Linked DNA regions of Mus musculus: regions 2, 3 and 4 are each linked to region 1. The links are chromatin contacts, called in public HiChIP or PLAC-seq maps. All regions are on one chromosome and are shown on one strand. The core of a region is the stretch at or near the end of the contact, and the rest is flanking DNA. Distances in the headings are between cores, read along the strand shown. Region 1 holds the start of Gpha2 (glycoprotein hormone alpha 2). Region 2 holds the start of Trpt1 (tRNA phosphotransferase 1). Region 3 holds the start of Ppp1r14b (protein phosphatase 1, regulatory inhibitor subunit 14B). Region 4 holds the start of Fosl1 (fos-like antigen 1).

Region 1 (2,700 bases), core at 190-2,689:
GGGGGGAGGTCACAGTAATCATGGTCTGCCCCCTTCACCTGGCTGGGGGCAGATTTAATAAAGAGCGAAACTCAAGCATTGCTTGCTTTATTGAGGACAGGAGCGAAGGAGAATGTAGCAAGGAGACTGCTGAGAGGGCCAACCTCATCTTCACAGACGATAAAGAGGGTCAGAGCCCCGAGTTTGAGATACCCATGACATGTCAGTGGCAGGACCGGAGCCTGAGCCCTTCGGGGACTAGTAGCGGGAGAAACGGCACATATCACACTGGCAGGCCCTTGCAGTAAAGATCTCAAGCTCCCCACGCTGGTTCCCCACGCACTGCAGCCACACCCTCACCTGTTGGAGGAGGACCCAAGTTTGTTCCCATTCCACCCCACCCTCACGCCCCCATCAGGTTCGAACCCCTGGGTCCTCACCCTCACACCTGGTCAGGTTCGGGCCCCTGGGGGTCCCCACCCTTATGGCCCGGTCAGGTTCGGGCCCCTGGGGGACCCCACCCTTACACCCCGGTCAGGTTCGGGCCCCTGGGTCCCCACCCTCATACCTGGTCAGGTTCGGGCTCCTGGGTCCCCACCCTCACACCAGGTCAGGTTCGGACCCCTGGGTCCCCACCCTCACGCTCCATCAGGCTCAGGCCCCTGGGTCCCCACCCTCACGCTCCATCAGGCTCAGGCCCCTTACCTTTCTGAGGCTGCTGATGGTGCAGCACTGGGAGGAAGAGGTGATGTTGTGCCGATAGCCACTGGCCACCAGCACAGAGTACCGGGAAGGGAAAGCACTAGACTCACAGTGTCCTACACAGGCCTGTGCCACGTGGGAGCCCTGGCAAGTGCCGAGGCGATCACTGCGCACCGTCACATTGAAGGCTGGAAGCAGAGAAGGGAGCAGCCGGTGAAGGCCGTGCTGGCCGGGTTACCCGTCCATCCGCTCCCCAAGCAGAGTTACTCACGGTGCAAGTGGCAGCCTGGGATGGCTGTCTCTGGGCTATGCCCTTCAGTGACTGCCAGGCCCAGCAGGCAAAGGAGCAAGACTCGTGGTGCCATGGGCATCTGCAAAGGACTGGGTGGGAAGGGAAGTCTTTGAAGTTGTGCCTCTCCACCAGCAAGCCAGGCTTCTGGGTCTCCTTATTGGTGAGGTGTGCTGGGTAGTGGTCTTTATCATCTCTGCCTTTGGTAGGAATGTGTGTGTGTGGGGGGGGTTGCTTCCCTGCCTCAGCTACTCTGGAAGGGTGTGAATAGCCACTTATATGTCATCCTATGCATTCTCCCCTGGAATGTCCTCACCATCTGCGGTACATATCAATTTCCCCATCTATGTGCCACTTTGGCTACAAGGCCCTGGCCCACCACCCCACCCTCCCTGGCTCCACCCCTCCCTTCCTGGCCCCACCTCCTCAGCCTCAGCAGCTTACCAGTCCAACAGCAACTGAAGACTCCTGGTGCCTCCTGCTGGTCTCCAAACTGGAGCTGGCTCTCCAGGCTTTTATTTGCTGGTGTTTTAGAGCCCCGCCCTCCCAGATATCAGATTTCAGGCCCCTCCTAGCCTGAAGCCTCCGCACAGTCCCACCTGGAGATCAGGGTCTGTGGTTTCTTCAGAATGCAGTCTCCACTGACATTTCCCTTTCTCTTTAGGCTGTCTAGTGCTGAATACTAGAGGGAGTGAGGCAGGCCCAGGAGTGGCCCAGTGTGACCTGTGGGCAGCTGGATTTTCTTCATCCTCTGTGAGCCTAGGCAGGACTCTTGCCTGATCAGCCATTCTCTGTTGAAAAACTACTATGTCTTTTAGTGATTACAAAGGAATGGGGCTGAAAATCAACTTTTTTTTGTTTTGTTTTTGAGACAGGGTTTCTCTGTGTAGCCATGGCTGTCCTGGAACTCACTCTGTAGACCAGGCTGGCCTGCTCTACAGAAATCCGCCTGCCTCTGCCTCCCAAGTGCTGGGATTAAAAGCGTGCGCCACCACCACCCGGCTTTCAACTTTTTTTCTTAAAAGACCATCTCATACATCTCAGGGGCAACCTTGAGCTTGGTCTTCCTTCCTCCTCCTCCTAAGCCCTGGAGTCACAGGCAGGAGCCACCATATTCATGCAGTTCATGCTGTGCTGGGGTCGAGCCCAGGGCCTTATGAATGCTAAGGAGGGACTCCACCAGGGGAGTTACATCCCCAGTCCAAGAACAAGATTGTTTTGTTCAAGGGCACCTAAGCTGTGCTTGCTGGCAGACTAGGGGTAGGGCCATTTCGGTCTCCCAGAGTCCTGGGAGTGCTTCCTTATCATGTGGCTGGTTGCAGAGTAGAATTCTGAGCTAGAAAGTCTCCCTAGTCCCTGGAATAGCAGGGACCAGTCTACATTAAAAGCAGAGCTGGACTCCAACCTCTGGCTCTGTTGAGTCTAACTCTGCTTACAGAGGAAAGGCGCCCTACTAAAAGCCTCATTCACATATCATACTATGGATCCATGGTGCTAAGTTACACCTAGGACAAGAATGTGACAGGTTGAGGGCTGTGGGTGTGGTTCTGTGGCAGAGCGCTTGCCTGGAAGCTTAGGGTTCTGAGTTCCATGTATTTTTGGCACCATAAAACAAGCAAGCAAGCAATAACAAAGCCCTTAGTCAACATTAGCTGGAGGTTGAGTGAAGAAGCACCCAGACCAAGGTCTGTGGTGATTATAGGCAGCCCCGCTTAGACTACTCACCTGCT
Region 2 (2,700 bases), core at 66-2,565, 770 kb before region 1:
AATCAAGAGTTCAAGATGAGGCTAGCTTAGGCTACATGACATTTTGTCCCCAAAATGAAAAATGAGGCTTTCTAGATGGTGCCACAATTAAAAAAAGCACTGGCTGTTCTTCCTAAGGACCTGGGGCCGGGTCCCAGCACTCACACGGCAGCTCCCAACCACCTGTAATTCCTGTCCCACTGGAATGCAATGCTCTCTTCTGGCCTCTGCGAGAGCCAAGTATGCACGTGGGGCAGGCAAAACACTCATGCACATAAAAAACCAAAACCAAAACCAAGACAAACAAACAAACAAAACACTACAAAAAGAAACCAGAACAGTGTGTCTGCTCCAGGGAGAGTAACATAGCAAGCACTAAGTATCCGCCCACAGCGGCCATTCAATAAACATCAGTTGTTCAGTATGCTCCTCTGTCCATCCTTGGGAAGTGTTGATTGGGCCAGTTGGTCGAAAGAGACATCATGAAGTCCAGCCTAGACAGGGGCTCCTCTTCCAGAGGATATGAAAGAGGTTCTGGGCCTTGTACATTTTTTCCCCTGTACATTTGGAGGGTGTGTCTATTCTGCATTCCTCTTGGGGCAATGTTAAGAATTAAAGTCGAGGAGACAGAGGTTCCAGTTGCTCTCTGGGCTCCCACCATTCCTCCCAGTTCCAGCATGGTTACTTACCAGCTCGCATGGGAAGTCCCAGCTTCAAGGCCCCGTGGCGAAGGGCATAGGACAGAGCCTTAGACAGCTGCACATTTCGGTCCTGAAAGAGTCCAGTGATGATCTGAGTTTCAGTAGCCAGCCCTGGATGTCCTACTGCTAAGGCAGGCTAGAACAGCGCCCATGGTGCTGCAGTCTACCCCACCAAGAAGCTAAGGCTCAGAGGGTCTCTCCCATGTCCTAGCGTTGTGGGTAAGGCTGGAAAGGTGCGCACCTGTTCCCGGGGTCTATGAGTCCTTCTACCTTCCTTCCTCCTTCCTCCAGGGGCGTTCATGATCAAGACCTGTAGGGAGCAGGGAGTGTGGGTTCTCTGCCCAGAAAGTTACAAAAGCTCAGGATAAGAACCGCACTGCTCATCCCACCCTAGTTCAGCAAGGGAACTTGAGGCCCAGCGGGCGAGACTTGCTCAAGGTCACACTGGCAGCCTCGAGGCCCGAGGGATCCGGACCAGACCCCGGGCCCTGAAATCAGATCACAGCACGGCTGCCCCGGGCACCGGGCTGGCGTATGCGTTGACAAGTAGGTCGGCGGGTCTGCATAGATCTGAAGGGCTCCACTGCGGAGGGCGGGATCCGGACCTGAACACGGACTGGCTAATGGGAAGCCAGGAAAGAAAGGGGCGGGTACTTCCGCTTGGGGAAAGGGGTGGACTTTGGGGGCCGGGCCAGCCGCTAAATTCCGAGATCAAGCTTCCAGATCCTGGGAGTAGATCAAGCGTGTCCAGGTTGGAGGTAGGACTCCTGGAGTTGGGGGGGGGGGGGGCGGGGGCCTTGAGAGTTTTGGGGACCTAGTGCTGCTGGGTGGTAGGGTTGCCAGAGGCTTTAGGGGTTTGGGACAGCAGGATTCCAGGGCGCCTGCTGAGCTCAGTACTCTTGCTGGAATGATGCTCGCAATAAGTAGTCAGGGATCTGCAAAAGGACTGGGGAGCACTCAGGAGTTCTGTGGAAGAGAGGGTCAGCTCGTTTCCTAGAGTGACAGGATGGCCATCTGTGTCCTCTGCCAGAGCTGCCCTGTCAGACTATGGACCCCGAGGTGTCCCTGCTGCTGCTGTGCCCTCTTGGGGGACTTTCCCAGGAGCAGGTAGCAGTGGAGCTGAGCCCGGCTCATGACCGTCGTCCATTGCCTGGAGGAGACAAGGCCATCACTGCCATCTGGGAGACTCGGCAACAGGCCCAACCTTGGATCTTTGATGCTCCCAAGTTCCGCCTTCACTCAGCCACACTGGTGTCCAGCTCGCCTGAGCCACAGCTGCTCCTGCACTTGGGTCTAACTTCCTACCGGGACTTCCTGGGCACCAACTGGTCCAGCTCAGCCTCCTGGCTGCGACAGCAGGGCGCTGCAGATTGGGGTGACAAGCAAGCCTATCTGGCAGACCCACTGGGGGTGGGTGCCGCACTGGTCACAGCTGACGACTTCCTTGTCTTCCTGCGCCGCTCTCAGCAGGTAGCGGAAGCTCCCGGACTGGTGGATGTACCCGGTGGGCACCCTGAACCTCAGGTAAGATGACTGGCTAGGTCCAAAGGCTCAAAATCCAAGCACTCCTGGTCCTGGTTTCCTCTTCTCATAAAGGGAAAACCGGCTTGGTATTTCTGAGCCTGCAGGCGCATGCTCTGCTGTCCAGGAGAATGTGGGGCCCAGCTGAGCACAACCCATGACTCTCCACCACTACTGGGAGGAAACAAGGTGCTCACTGCCATCTGGGAGCCCCAGCCATAAATCTAAGCTGGAACACACCTATGGAAGCTAGGGAACATGGGAGGAGAGACTGAAGGGAGGATGCCTCTTCTTATCCGATCCATGTAATCCTTCCTAGCTGGGCTTCCGATTGCTCTCCTTGGAATAGGTGGGCCTGGGTTAGGGATTGCCAGGACTCTCACACTGAGTCTGCTCCAGGCCTCCATGCCCAGCAAGAGAAAAGCGGCGGTGTGGGAAGTGGCATAGATGAAATCTGAGCCTCAACTTTTCACAGGCCCTGTGCTCTGGTGGCATCCCC
Region 3 (2,700 bases), core at 130-2,629, 750 kb before region 1:
TCTGGGAAGGAAAACAGATCAGGTCTGTGCCAAGGCAAATTGCCCAATGAGGGGGAACTTCCTGTCCCTGCCAGTGGGCACCAGGGGCGCCAGACAGACAGGGCTGGGGACCTTGGGCTTTGAACCTAGCAGATGTGCCTTCTCAGCATCCGGGACCTCCGGCTCACCAGAGCACTGGTGGGCCAGCTGTCCTAGTTCATCACAGCCCTCCCCTCCCCCAAACACCTGTCACAGCTTCCTGGGGGGGGGGGGAGGAAGTGAGGGTGAGGGGTCAGTGTGAAAGACCCATGCTTGATAAAGGGGAAACAAAGAGCCCATGCTTTGAGGAGAAAGGGGTACACCCCCCTCCCCAAGGGTACAGCTATCACACTTGGAGCCAGCTGCATTCCAGGGCTGGGCTAGGGTAGGCATTAGAGGGCAGGCCCACTCCTCCACCCTACCCCTGGGGGCCTGAGTCACCATCTGAACAAGCAAGGAACATGGGGTGGAGAACCAGAGCTGGGAGAGCTGGTTAACCTGTCTCTGTAGACAGAATGGCAGGCTAGCCCACAACAACTCCTCAGATCCTTTGTAACACTTGAGACAGTTAAACTAGTACCTTTCAACTAGTGTCGATGCTAGCCCAGACTAGACTAGACCTTTCACTGTTAGCCCAAGCTAGACCCCTGCCTCCAGCAGGCTATCTAGTTCTTCTAGACTCGGCGAGGACACTATGCTTAACCTGAGGCAGTACCACGAAGGACGCAAGGTCCCGGGCAGCGGAGAAAGCTAGAGTGTCTTAGGTCAGGCAAGAAAGAGCGCACACTCACTGGGAGCGGCGAGTGCAAGACCGGTGGCTTGGCAGCAGAGCTCCCATTGACTCTGGAGACAGACCGACTTAGGGCCGATTTTAGGGTATCCGCGCGGGGTGGGGAGCACACCTGGCAGTCGTAGAGTCGCGTGAGCTGTTCTAAAATCCACTCCTCCAGGTTGAGGCGCTTCCGTAGCTCCTTGCGGTCGTACTTGACGGTGACCTTCCCTTGCCGTCTCACCGGGCCATCGTCATCAGCGCCCCCCGGGCCTTCGCCTGCGGCCCCAGGGGGACTCTGGAAGTAGACTCGGGGCCCTGTGCTGCCACTGCCCGGCCCGGGGGCCGGGGCAGCTAACGCCGCGCCCCCCGCGGGGCCGCTGTCCGCCATGGCGGCCGCCGGGGCCACGTGCGCGCTCGGGCCCCTCCCTGCGCCGCCGCCTCCCGGACGCCCGCCGGCTGGCTCCCGGCCGCTGGCTCCGGTTAGCTCGCGGGCTCCGTTCCGCGCAGCTCCGCGGCGAGGGCGGCGGCGGGGGCGCCCGGGGGCAGCTGCAGCATGCGGAGCCCCCGGGCTTGGCCTGGCCGCGCCCCGCCCCCTCCCCACCGATCCGCCCGCCCTTTGTCCCCCGCGGCCGCCGCCCGAGCCGCCGCCGCTGCCGCTTTCTCTGTCTTGCTCTCTTCCCCCGCCCCCCGACCACACCCCCTTAAAGGGCCAGCCCCGCTTCAGGCCCCCTCTCCCCAACCCCGCCTCCTGAAAGGGGATAGGGGAGGATCTACTTTGCCGGGTTTGGGGACTGTCTGTCCGGTTTCCTATAACTTAACCTCTGGCCTCAAACCTAGACTTCTAGGTGTCGGATGCCTGGATCTTCACGCCACTAGGACCATAGTCCTCTTCTGACCCTGTTTCATTCTGTCACTAAGGTAGAAACAGACAGTCTAGGCATGAGACGGTGTGGGCGCAGATGCGGTGAGGAACGTGCGGGACCCTTGGTCATCAAGGGGCGAGAGAACTTCCGCGCATGGGTCGACACGTGGACAGGGCTTCCGGGGATCGGAGGTGTAAAGGGGTCCAGGCACTGCCCAGGTGCCGGCCGGGATGCCCTACTTGGTCTGGTCTCACGCCCCTCAAGGAAGAGCTCGGGGTGGGGGCGTGTAGATTTGGCCGTTTGGCTTACAATAGCCAGGACTGGGACGACCACCGCCCACCGGCTGAGATGGCGGCGCGCGTGGTATTGTGGGCAATGTAGTCAGCGGCTCGTCGATGCTGCCCCTCCCAGCTGCAGAGCCCGCATTGAAGCGCAAACTTGTTTGGGGCGCGCCCCTCTGAGCTGGCAGGATTGTGCTGGGCGAGGCCCTGGGCGCCCCGCAGCTTGAGCGTGTGCAAAGGAGGAAACTCGGGTGCAAAGAGCTAGCATGTGGGGAAGCCAAAACTCACAATGATAAAGGTAATAATAGCAGTTGACCCCAAATGAGCGTTTATTGGGACCCCTGCCTGTTCTGCTGTAGGGACAGCAAGCTAGTTCACCCAGTAACTTCTCGATCCTTCACACTTTAGGAGGCCACCTTCCAGTCTTCCTTTATTCTGTCTGCATCTTTAAATTGTTTCATTCATTCCTTTGTCTTTCTGCTAGAAAGCGAAAATTTGGTGGGCCAGAGCTCTGAGGACTCTGCTGATACCTTAGCTTGGGTCAGCGTGCTCCTTGTCAAACCTACAGGCATTAGGACACTATTAGGTCCATACCGAATTCTAGCTCGAAAAACTCTCAGACTCAGGCAAAGGACTCTCCATCCTATTGGTTGAACAAACGACCGAAAAGAGGTGGTGGGTGGGGGGGGGGGGACCGATGGACTTCCTCTGAAGGCTGTGGGGAACATTAAACGGGAAAACTCGTGGACACTTCAGTTGTGAGAGC
Region 4 (2,700 bases), core at 197-2,696, 780 kb after region 1:
CATGTGTTGGGATTGAGTGTCGGTGGGGGTGGGGGCTCAGCGTTCTGGGAGAGAAAACTGGGTTCAAGCTCTGTGAGCTAAGGATGTGGGGCCCCTCCAGTCCAGGAAGCACCTCACATGCTTAGGCAAGTCTGGACAGCTATGTCCCCAGCCCAATACTGGGGGACCCAGCATCTCAGTGACCCCCGTTCTGGGCTAGAAGCACTGCCAGGGGCATCTCTCGCTCCCAGGTCGTCGGTCCTTAGGGGCCGTTTGGGGCCAGGAAGGGAGGGGCACCCAGGGTGACTCAGCCTCAGTGACTCGGCCCGCTGTGACTCGGCGAAACGGACGCAGCTCCTTCCCTCCCCTGGCGACACGTGCTCGCGGCCCCTCGACAGGAAATGGACACCTGCAACCTCTCAAGTGCCCCTATCCAGCAGTGAGAGACGTCGGGTGCCGAGAATGTGGAGCGCGAGTGTGGCCGGGCAGGTGACCCCGCGCACATCCCAACACTTCGTGGTCTCCAGGAACCCCTCGGAACCACTGCCTGGGGCCCATGGGCTCTATACTGCGCACAAAGAGATGAGGACTTGACCGGATAAAGGGACACGGACAACCAGAGCAACACACGGACAGCCTCGGACAGGCTGCTAAGAATTCTCTGTCCCGGCTGAGTTCTGATGGACCCCGTCTCTATGTGCCCAGACCCCAGGTCCCAGTTATTAACTGGAGATGGAGAACACCTCTGATCCTGTCCAGGCAGGGATGGGGCAGGTATTTAGAGGGACAGCGTATTAGGGGCAGATAGGAGGAAATGTAAGACCGTAACGGAGACGGAGGGGCAGAAAGACAGTCAGCTAGGGAGATACGGGCGAGCGAGAAGGGGAATTCGCAGATATTCGCGCTTCCCGCTGCGCTCGTCCCCTTGGCCACCGGGTACATAGGTTCCCCGACCACACAGAACGTGCAGGATCCTCGGTCGCGACCACCAGAGTCAGATGCTGCTCGGGGCCCCAGTCCAAATCCCGGAGCAAACTAGACTAATCCCAGCATCCCTGATGCTGTCCAAACTCAGGTCCCCCCCCCCCCGACGATTCGGCCAGTCTCACCTGCTGCTGGGCGGTCTGTGCCTGAGCTTGCGGGGGCTGCGCGGGGCGACCGTACGGGCTGCCAGCCCCGGAGCTCGGTCCCGGTTCCCCGTAGTCTCGGTACATGCCCTGGGCTGGATGTTCGGTAGGGTCCGCGTTGGCGGCTGCGGTTCTGACTCACTCGCGCCTCTCGGAGTCTGGTCTTTTTTATGAATGAAAAGTTCTTGGGCTGAACCACTTGCACCACGGGGGGTGGGGGCGTGTCTCAGCGGCGCCTTTCACCTCGCAGGGGACCCACCTCTCCAGATGAACCTCTGTGGACCGGTCCGCTCGGAACTTCACGACCCTCTGCTCGGGTGGCAAGCCGCCTCTACAGACAGAAAGCGACCGACTTGGCGTCCCCTAGCATCCGCGGCGGCCACGCCCCCCTCTGACGCAGCTGCCCATACATGGTGCAATTTCCTTGCCGCGCCCAGGTGCACCGAGGATTCCCCCTGACGCACCTTGCCGAAGTTGGGGCTTGCAACTGCGCCCCGCCCCGTTCAGACTAGCCAAGGTTCCCAACACAGGGCGAAACAAAATCCTGTGGCCGCCTGGCCTCGCGCCAAGACTTAGAAAGAAGAACGGGGAGAGTGTCTGAAAGCTGGGAAGTGAATTATAAATATGGGTTATTATTATCATCATCATTATTTACCTGGAGAGAATCATTCCAACTGTCACCCAAGTCTGCAGTCCTGACTTAAGACCGCTCCTCTCAAGTGGGGTGAGAAGTTTCTTTAGTTGAGTTTGCTTTGCTTGTGGTTTGTGGAGGGAGGTTGGTTGAGACAGGGTCTCAGGTATCTAGTTGAGGCTGCCCTTGAACTCCTGATCCTTCCGTCACCTCTCAAGTGTTGGACTGTGCCACCATCACACCTGGCTTTTGTAGATAGGGTCTCTTGTTGTGCAGGTTGGCCTTGAACTCCTTATGTAGCTTAGAATAACCTGCTTTCACTTCTCAAGTGGAGGGCAGACATTACAAATGTGCCCCTCCACACCCAGTTTCAACTGTTGTCAAGGTTTTTGATAGACTGAAAGGTTATTGACAAACCAGGGTTATGAAATGTTGTTATATTTGAATACTACGTGAAGTGGCATTTAGTGTACCCACAGATAGAAGGCGCTACATGTTTGAGACCGTCTCTGGAGCTATCACAAGCTTTAATCCAGGCCTCTACAGGCAGAGAGCGCCTACAGAAGGACATAGGTGTCCTGAGACACAGTCAGTAAGGCTTCTTGACTGAAGGTCTGACTGGAGGCACTCCTCCAGTACTATGTGTGTCACCAGCCCACTTTGGAAGTATGTGAAAGGCCTTGATACGGGTGAGGTCCTGACCAGGTGTGCTGAGGAGGTAAATGCCATCATAACCCCCACTTCTCAGATGGGAAAAACTGAGGCTGACAGGTATTGAAATGAGTTGCTCAAGGCCACTGAGTAAGTGGCTGAGTCTGGTGACCAAGTCAGGCCATGAGCTTCAAGCCTTTACATTGTACGTACACGAAGAATGGCAGACTGGGAGAGCATGGGTCCCAAAACTCTTTCTCTGATTTCTTCCATCTCAATGGAGACTGAAGAAACTTGTCCTCAGGGAAGCAG

What was found. HiChIP or PLAC-seq counts read pairs in DNA pulled down with a chosen protein or histone mark.
Region 2: a contact with region 1 is called in a FOXA1 HiChIP or PLAC-seq map of pancreatic cancer cells. The contact joins the promoter of Trpt1 here to the promoter of Gpha2 in region 1. A contact is called at or near these places in 1 of 39 promoter capture datasets (embryonic stem cells) and 4 of 115 datasets of contacts at active chromatin or transcription factors (bone marrow-derived macrophages, extraembryonic endoderm stem cells, large pre-B cells and 1 more).
Region 3: a FOXA1 HiChIP or PLAC-seq map of pancreatic cancer cells shows a contact between it and region 1. The contact joins the promoter of Ppp1r14b here to the promoter of Gpha2 in region 1. A contact is called at or near these places in 1 of 39 promoter capture datasets (liver), 4 of 115 datasets of contacts at active chromatin or transcription factors (bone marrow-derived macrophages, extraembryonic endoderm stem cells, large pre-B cells and 1 more) and 1 of 9 other capture datasets (adipose tissue).
Region 4: a FOXA1 HiChIP or PLAC-seq map of pancreatic cancer cells shows a contact between it and region 1. The contact joins the promoter of Fosl1 here to the promoter of Gpha2 in region 1. A contact is called at or near these places in 2 of 39 promoter capture datasets (hippocampal neurons and liver), 1 of 115 datasets of contacts at active chromatin or transcription factors (pancreatic cancer cells) and 1 of 9 other capture datasets (adipose tissue).

The regions. Positions count from the first base shown.
Region 1 is chr19:6,225,140-6,227,839 of GRCm38.p6, reverse strand. It overlaps Gpha2 (glycoprotein hormone alpha 2), which reads right to left and starts at 1,439. Exons shown (of 4, transcript NM_130453.3): 1 at 1,415-1,439; 2 at 953-1,062; 3 at 685-869; 4 at 72-339. The coding sequence starts at 1,052. The coding sequence ends at 238. Ppp2r5b (protein phosphatase 2, regulatory subunit B', beta) reads left to right here. Exons shown (of 14, transcript NM_198168.3): 14 at 1-73.
Region 2 is chr19:6,994,746-6,997,445 of GRCm38.p6, reverse strand. Trpt1 (tRNA phosphotransferase 1) reads right to left here and starts at 1,315. Exons shown (of 7, transcript NM_153597.2): 1 at 922-1,315; 2 at 669-750. The coding sequence starts at 981. Nudt22 (nudix (nucleoside diphosphate linked moiety X)-type motif 22) reads left to right here and starts at 1,409. Exons shown (of 6, transcript NM_026675.2): 1 at 1,409-1,438; 2 at 1,711-2,204; 3 at 2,677-2,700. The coding sequence starts at 1,728.
Region 3 is chr19:6,973,727-6,976,426 of GRCm38.p6, reverse strand. It overlaps Ppp1r14b (protein phosphatase 1, regulatory inhibitor subunit 14B), which reads right to left and starts at 1,379. Exons shown (of 4, transcript NM_008889.2): 1 at 921-1,379. The coding sequence starts at 1,178. It also overlaps a transcript of Plcb3 not described here.
Region 4 is chr19:5,446,444-5,449,143 of GRCm38.p6, reverse strand. Fosl1 (fos-like antigen 1) reads right to left here and starts at 1,446. Exons shown (of 4, transcript NM_010235.2): 1 at 1,089-1,446. The coding sequence starts at 1,193.